2 separate regions of the Oryzias latipes genome follow, and region 2 is linked to region 1. Evidence: chromatin contacts called from public Hi-C data. All regions are on one chromosome and are shown on one strand. Each heading gives the region's core, a stretch centred on a gene start, on an enhancer-like site or on the middle of the called end of the contact. The rest is flanking DNA. Distances are from core to core; before and after follow the strand shown. Region 1 has its middle 8.1 kb from the start of bola1. Region 2 holds the start of LOC101174296 (nuclear receptor subfamily 2 group F member 5).

Region 1 (3,948 bases), core at 1,242-3,741:
ATTACCCATACGAACCCCATCGAGATGAGTGTTGTTGTGAGTTTGGGCCATACAAATAAAATTGAGATTGCACAGCGGACGCCACCAGAGGTCCACAGCATCACACAGCTCATCAAAAGTTGAGCACGTCATGCGGGATTTTACAGCTCCTCTGTAAAATCACCAACCACAACTTCCTAAAGTGACTTAATCTGCAGCTTACTGTACCATTGTCTGGAGAAGACGCTAACATCTCCTTTGATAGATGATGATGAGCGCTAGTGCTGTGGCAAATATTTGAATGTATCTGCTTTAAATCAGTATTGATTAAATAAGTATTGTTCACATCTGTCGCCATGTTTTTGAATGACTTATTCTGTGAGACAGTTTGTGTTTATTCACATACTGCAGAATTTTGATAATGTTTTTACGTATATGTGATGCACGCCAATATCTGTCAGCTGCTTTTGGAGCCCCAAAAGCCAGCCAGGTTCGATAGGTCTCCTTCCTCAGGTTGACAGCATCACTTACTTCAAGCAACCCCCATGTTTATGGATTGTGGTACAGCCACAGCTTCAAACAGCTGCATTAACAGTAGAAGTTGAAGCTCTCCTGGCCCATTCGGCCAGACAATCCTAAGAGACTCTCTCATCACGTTTCGTCCTCCTCTGTCAAAAAAATGCAACTCAACACCAGGCGAAGATTGTTTGAAGCTCTAAACCTCTCTATACCTGAGGGTCCAAGACGTATGGCCATAGGTCAGATGGCACAACTACAAAGTCAATCATTGACCTGATGCCACTTGGACTAATGGACATTCTTGTGTTTAAACATGGATAAATCGTGAGTAGCACAGATGTCCAATGACAAAACACTGGTCAGGTTCAGGCTGCACGGTGGCACAGTGATTAGCGCTCTTGCCTCACAGCCCCCGGTTCAAGCCATTGATGTTCCGTTTTTGAACCAGAACATCAATCGGGGACCTTTCTGTGTGGAGTTTGCATGTTCTCCCCGTGCTTTCGTGGGTTTTCTCCGGGGACTCCGACTTCCTCCCACCATCCAAAAACTTGCTCCATACGTCAATTGGCAACTCTAAATTGTCCCTAGGTGTGAGAGTGAATGGATGTGTGATATGTGGCCCTGCGACAGACTGGCGACCTGTTCAGGGTGCCCCCTGCCTTCGCCCACAAGTGGCCGGGATAGGCTCCAGCAGCCCCGTGACCCCGAAAGGGAAAAAACGGAAGAAGATGAATGAATGAATGAATGAATGAATGAATGAATGAATGAATGAATGAATGAATGAATGTTCAGGTTCAAATCAGGGAGGCCGGTCCAACCCATGACGCCCTCCAGGTATCACTGTCATTACCCAGCTGAGCAGGGGGAAACTTAAAAACAAACAAAAACAAAAACAGTAGTCTTTAAACCACAGGGGAACTAAGAAAAGAATTTGGGAATCCATCACAAACAATCCCTGTCATTTGGACCTGGGCGAGAAATTAGAAGATCTTTGGATAAAGTGGATTTTAGACAACTTTATAAAACAAACATTCTCAGCTTTGAATTGATTTTTTTTTTTAATAGTTACAGTCAGTGAAGGGATTAAATGAGTTATACACTCAGAACTGCTGGTCAGGAGGTGAACAGCAGCAGCTGTAAAACATGTAAAAGAGGTTATAGTAATTCATGTAATTCATTAGGAAAGGAGATAAAAAGGCTTTACTTTTGTTAAATCGTGCTTATAAAAATCGTATGTCTCAATAGCAGAGTTATTGTACTTATTGCATTAAGCATAATGTAAAAGAAACTTTTCATTTTGAGTCTCTGCCATGCTTCCAAAAAGAAAAAAACTCACATTTACATGAGAATAAAATAGTCAGATTACATAAATGCATCTGTAAAAACTATGTATGCGTTGATTGCTGAACTAGAAAGCGATCACAAACATACATGAGGTTTAGGAGTGTAACATCCAGAGCAGCTGTCACTCAAAGCCCCCAAATATTCCCAAACACTGATGTTTGAATAACTTACAACCTCTGGACTGAAAACATCAGCGCTGAGTAATGCCCAGGGGTGGAAGTGATAACACGAGATGGTGATATGATAATAGCTTCAGGCTGTGTATGAGATATAAACATGATCAGAGGGGGTGCTGAGTTCTCCGGGGGGTTAAGTGACTGTAATCCACCTTAAGACCCAGAGCTGCAAGATGAGGGTGGAAATGGAGGCAAGAGAAACTGGGAATCCTGGGAAGATTTTGAGGGACTTAGACAAAAGGAAACATTTAAGACTCTGGATGGGAGCTGACGGAGAGGGGTCAAAACAAGTTTATGAGGAGAGCCACCGAGGCAGAGCGTGCATGGAGAATGATTGACAGCAGGTGGAGATAAAGGGGCGCAGCAGGAATGAGGGACAGGTTCAAAGCTAGGCAGCAGGAAGATCACAGAGGCAGAGGGCTGAGAGGATAATGAGGAAGGCTAGAAAGAGTCTTATCTGTGACCCGGCTGTCTCAACATGCACACTCCTTTGGTTAGCGCCCTGGAGGGGGGGCATGTCGGTGTGAGAGGGCTTTGGCCTGTGCACTTTGGCCCCAAAACCAGCCGAACCAGCCCCATGCCTCCACGCCCCCGGGAAAAACTGACATGCCTTATTGCTGCAATCATGTGGGTGACTGAGAGGCAAATATGCGTTAACAAACAGGCCGTCACACATCAGTACCGATACAGACGTTAACGCTGCGGACAGCTGCCTCGTCTGCCGCATCTCTCGTCGCAAACTTTGTCGTTTTGGCTGCAACTAAACCATGCACCAAAGTTGGAAACTTTTTTCTCTTTCTCTTTGATGCCTTCTTTCTGTAACCCTTGTGCTATCCTGGGCACTTTAACATTGGGAGATGGGTCATCTAGACCCACTGGACAGCGCTCTGAACCTTTTTTCTTCAATGATTTGTGATCTTCACTGGTGTCCATGGATTACATGAAATCTTTCCACCTTTATCCACCTTTGTCATGGTAGGGAGAACACGTCAATGTAAGGGTGGGGTCATCTAAGATAGCACAAGGGTTAAAGACCCACTCCAAATTAAAATATTTGTTTGAAAGCAAAAAAAACCAAAAAAGCAAAAATAAAAAAAGTTTTAAGCAAAGAAAAAAGTGGAAAGCAAAATGCATTTTCCCATAAGGTTTTTTTTTAATTTACTAATATTCCTTTCCAACATTGTCAGTTTGTATTTTTGTGTAACATTTTAAGTAATTTTGAGTTATGGAACCTTTTAAATAGTTTCACTTCTTTGAAATCTATGAAATACATTCCTAAATATGAGGAAATGGTTGTTGGTATGTTTGTTTCTGCTTTGAGTATTTCATATGGAGATGAAACAAACCACTCAGTGCTTCCCTGTTGACCTGACCCACCTGCAGTCACTGTAGTTTGTAAATCTGTATCCGGGAGGAACCGTCCAGACGCAGAGCGGGACGCTGCACGGTCTTCGCTGACTTCTATGCAAAAAATAAATAAAAAAATAAATCATCAACTTTCACAATTACTAAAGTTTTATTGTAGTTTTTCATCTTTAACTAGGATTTTTTTTTACATTTCTTTGCACAACAAAAGCAATTTTTTTTCCAAAGTGAAAGTTTTTGTGGAAGATTCCAAATCCTACGCCATTAATTTGAATTTTAAAATGAGTGAATACACAACTTTGAGGTAAAAAAAAATTGTGGCTCCACGTTTCTTAGAAGACGCTCTTGGTAAGTGGTGGGGGGGGGGGGGGTCACAGGTGACGGTTGACCTCTGCAGACAGACGGGTCTCCATCAACCGTGCAGGACACAAAGCTGACTCCCGTCACACACAACGGTTGGCAGCATGGCGATGGCAGGCAGAGCTGCTGCGCCCCCCCCGTACAGCGCCTGAGCCCCCGCAGCTCAGACGCGGCACACCTGGGAGATTTGTCCTAATGAGAGCCC
Region 2 (4,062 bases), core at 496-2,995, 34 kb before region 1:
AGCTGCCAACAACGGAGGCAGTCTGCGCCACCGCAGACGCAGCAATTAGCAGAGGTCCCGTTTGGTTAACGAAATGAAGTCTGCGCCGGCGCATGCCTCGTGGACGGGGTGCCGCAGCTTAATCATAATTAATATGAGAAGCGCTTCTCTGCACCAACACGTTTCCACTCAACCTCTTTGGCGTCAACTGACCCGTTCCTAATGCAACACAATGCAACAAATGTAGCGGCATCCTCTTATAGCGGCTCGGGGTGTCGGTGAACAAACAGCATAATTACCGCAGAGAGACAAAGGGGGCGGGGGGAGGTAGTCAGAGCGCGCGGGTGAATTGTTGGGATTTGGAGAATGAATGTGGAAGAAGCGCTGTAGTGCCGCAGGTGGGAATTGATTCTATTCCGATGACTGACGGTGTGCGCGCCATAAATGACTTCACTTCTCCTCGTTGTCATGTTTACTTACTTCACAAAGTTGTGCTTATTTTCTTTGTGCCAAACAGAAAAAAACGCGTTTTTATGCGTAAGTTAGCCATAACGCAACTTGTAAAGATATGGACAAAGTAATGATTTTAATGGAGCAGCGCGTGCAACAACTCCTCTGGGTGTGAGTGGTTGGACTAGTGTGGGTCCAGTTGTGGTTAAAGCATTGCCTTGCAGCTTTTACGCGCAGCTTTACGCAGAAACGCGCGTCCTAAACACCTCTCTCCATGGATCAGGAAAGCGGAGCTTACCTTCTCTTCTCATGCCAACTTTCAGGCACTTCTTCAGCCTGCAGTACTGACACTGGTTCCGGTGGTGCTGGTCGATGGGACAGTCTCGGTTCCCCCGGCAGGTGTAGGTGAGGTTCCGCCTCACTGAGCGTTTGAAGAAGCTTTTGCATCCCTCGCAGGTGAACTGACCGTAATGCTTCCCGCTGGATTTGTCCCCGCACACCATGCAGTCCACGTTGGGAATCTTGTCCCCGGAAAGTGCGTCGTTTCCCGGGGTAGAACCGTTGGGGGTCCCCGGTCCCCCTCCGGGCTCCTGACCGCACATCTGGAGCTGGGAGCCAGGATCTGCAGTAATGTTCTCTGGCCACTGGTTTACTACCATTGCCATGCTATCCCCCAAACACGTAGTCCTCGTTCAAATCACAGAAGGAGTCTGAGGAAGCGCAGTCTAAAAAAAAAGGAAAAAAGTAGACTCCTACTTTTCCAGTTCAGTCTTTCTTTACGCACAAATTGTGTGACCAACTTTTCTCTTCTTCAGCGCGGCAGAATTCTGTCTGAAGGCATTTATCAGAATATCATCATGATCAAAGGGTGAAAGCGCAGCCTACAAGTCCCGGGTCTCCTCGGTGCGCACAGATCCATAAACACGATGCTCTTCGGAGGGAAAACTCCAGAAAGTCACTTAAACAAGTCCAAACTTTGCTTCCTTCTTCAAACATGCAGCCAAAGGGAGGACAGGTACTTGACTCTCGCTAGTTATTCAACTAGTGATTCTGCTTTTGGATTTGCTCTGATTTATCATAAATCAGTCAGAACTGACTGCTCTCACTTAGTAAATTAAACGATTTAGTCCAAATAGGATCTTGGTGGCGCGCAGAGGGAAGTCCCGGCTACGCTTCTATCTGCGCTCGCCGCTGCCACGACTTACAGAAGAAGCGCTCTGGTTCTTGACGCAAACGTCCTCCGCGCAGAGATCCGCGCTCAGAGCCGCTTCTCACCCTTCACCATGCGTCCGGACTGACAGCCAAAGCTTCAAATTGGGGGAAAGTGTCACCAGCAGGAGATCCTCGCGCGGACGCCCGCCCCTGCGCGCGCTCCATATAAGGTCAGAAAAGCCAAATAAGGTCTCCTCCCCTCCCGTCACGGCGAGGAGGGCGACGAAAAGAGCCCGTCGCTATTGGCAAGCGAAGTCTGGGAAAAAGCACAAGGAGCTTCGTGATTGGACCCAGGATCTATTTGACTGACAGGTTCGATTCGGACCGTGCGCTCTCGTGCGGGTTTCTTAGGCTTCTCAGCTCTGGAAAGGCTTTTGAGGATCATAAAAATACTCGATAACCTTTTAAACTTGTCATGGCTTTAACATTTAATTTTTGCGCAAAACTTTTAGCTTAGCGCGCGAACTTGCAGCCCGCCGACGTGCAAACTGCATCGTAAGCTTTGGAACCTATTGGGCATTTTAAATGAGAATCTATTTAACTGAAATGTACAGAAATTAATACTTTAAAAAAACTTTTATGTCATGAACAAAAAGTATAAAGTTTTAAGTTATTTTAATGCATTCAAATTCACTCAAAACTCGGCACTTTAGAAGGTCAACATTTTACACGTCATCGTTGTGAGTGGCACACAAATATAAAACGCTGTTTTGCCTTTTTTCTTTAAAAATATGTGAGCCATATTTATATTTTAACAATATTTTACTCAGTAATTTCTCTATTAAGCATATTTTTACTATTTAATAATTCATTCTTCAAAACAGATTAAAATAAATTACCCCTCAACCAAGTCTATGTGATGTGGTTCTAATTAAATTATTTTTATTGTTGCTGTAGCTTTTAAGACCCAGTTTCATTTGACACTAACGCTTAATAAGTGTGTTTGGACCTGTTTTTGCACAAGGTCAATATTTTTGTGGGCCAAGTGAAAAATGTTCACAAGATTCTAATAATTTCATGATTATTTTTGAGGCAAATTGTCATTTAAAGCAAACTGGCAAACCTAAAATGTTCACTTTAACACCAAAATGAGGCTTAGTCCTCCAAAGTTCTCTAAGTTGTTCTGTGATGCTTCGGTTGCGGACAACTAAACGCTTCAAAAAAAAACAAAAAAGAAACGACTGCAACAGTTCAGAAAAAAGAAAAACAAAGTGTTTCTCGTCATGGTCTTTGAGCTCAAAGCCCTGCCTAAAAAAACTGACCAAAGTCATAACCATAATCAATTTTCATCTGTCACACTTTTTCTCTGTGTTTGTGATTTGTGTCTTAGTTTCTCGCTCTGTCATCTCACTTTATCAAGCATAAACTGCAGGAATCATAATCATGACTCTGGTTGGAATGGAAAATGCTCTGCAGGACTTTGGTCACGTTGGCCTGTTAAGTTGTTTTTTTTTTTGCAGCTTTTATGAAGAAACCTATGAAGGATTACATTACTGCAGTAGTAACCATTAAGTGTTAATTATTACCTTTGGCAAACACTAATATATAGCCTGTTATTTAATGTATATTGGAAGTAAGTTGTTAAACGCTATAAAGAAATTATGAATATTTTCTGCTCAAGAAACAGAAAAGAACCTTCCAAAAAGCAAATAGGTGCAAATGTCCCACACTGGTTCCCAAAGTAACTCTGGAAAATTTTTAGAAACAAAAGGAGAACATATGGAAAACAAAAAATGGTTTTCTTGTGAACTACTTCCAATGCATTGTGGGAAAAATGTGTTTCATATAGTATAAGAAAAAAAGATCATGCATTATGTGGAACTGTGATATGAACTTACGAAACTTTTTACATTCTAAAACCACTGTATTTTGTTGCTTGCAAAGAATAATAAATTTAGTTTATTAGTTTGAAAAAATATTTTTAACAATATTTACATAAGCGTTTGCTGTTTCAAATGTCTAAACTTTGCACTGGTGACATCTAGTGGCACAATCTGCAAACTGCAAGCAAACAAAAAACTGCTCCCAATATTTGGATAAAGTGAGACCAAATCAAATTAGATGAGCTGTCCTTGATTTCTATCAGTTACGTGTGTGTGATAAGGGTTAAAAAAAAAAAGAATGAATAAATCTCACAGTCAACAATGTAAATGTGCATTTCTGAGCACTGCAGTGCATAAAAAACTTTGCAGGAATCCCAACACAATCCAATGTGGCAAAAAACAATAAAGAAACTGTCATTCCTGCCTTGTCCCATAAAGACGGACAGCGCTGAAAAGGACAAAACTTCACTTGGAGCTCTGCGGAGTGCCGGTTTCGCCGGAGGCCATGAAGTTGGCCCTGCGCTGGACTTAATTGCTGTCACATGTAACCTCACCTGTGTCCCAATTAGCCCCGTGACTGGCTATTAGCAGCTTCTAT

Evidence for each region. A called contact is a pair of places that touch in the nucleus more often than the background predicts.
Region 2: a Hi-C map of embryo shows a contact between it and region 1, with 1.9 times the contacts expected there. The contact joins the promoter of LOC101174296 here to the enhancer-like site in region 1. A contact is called at or near these places in 3 of 5 Hi-C or Micro-C datasets (all in embryo).

The regions. Positions count from the first base shown.
Region 1 is chr16:29,259,259-29,263,206 of ASM223467v1, reverse strand. No RefSeq gene overlaps it. Among protein-coding and RNA genes, the nearest start is that of bola1, 8.1 kb to the right of the region's middle. Within about 2 kb of position 2,491, at least 4 of the 8 cell types and tissues checked have an H3K27ac peak or open chromatin away from gene starts, as enhancers often do. A contact at or near this core is called in embryo, where this site is marked.
Region 2 is chr16:29,292,121-29,296,182 of ASM223467v1, reverse strand. LOC101174296 (nuclear receptor subfamily 2 group F member 5) reads right to left here and starts at 1,745. Exons shown (of 4, transcript XM_023964369.1): 1 at 728-1,745. The coding sequence starts at 1,094.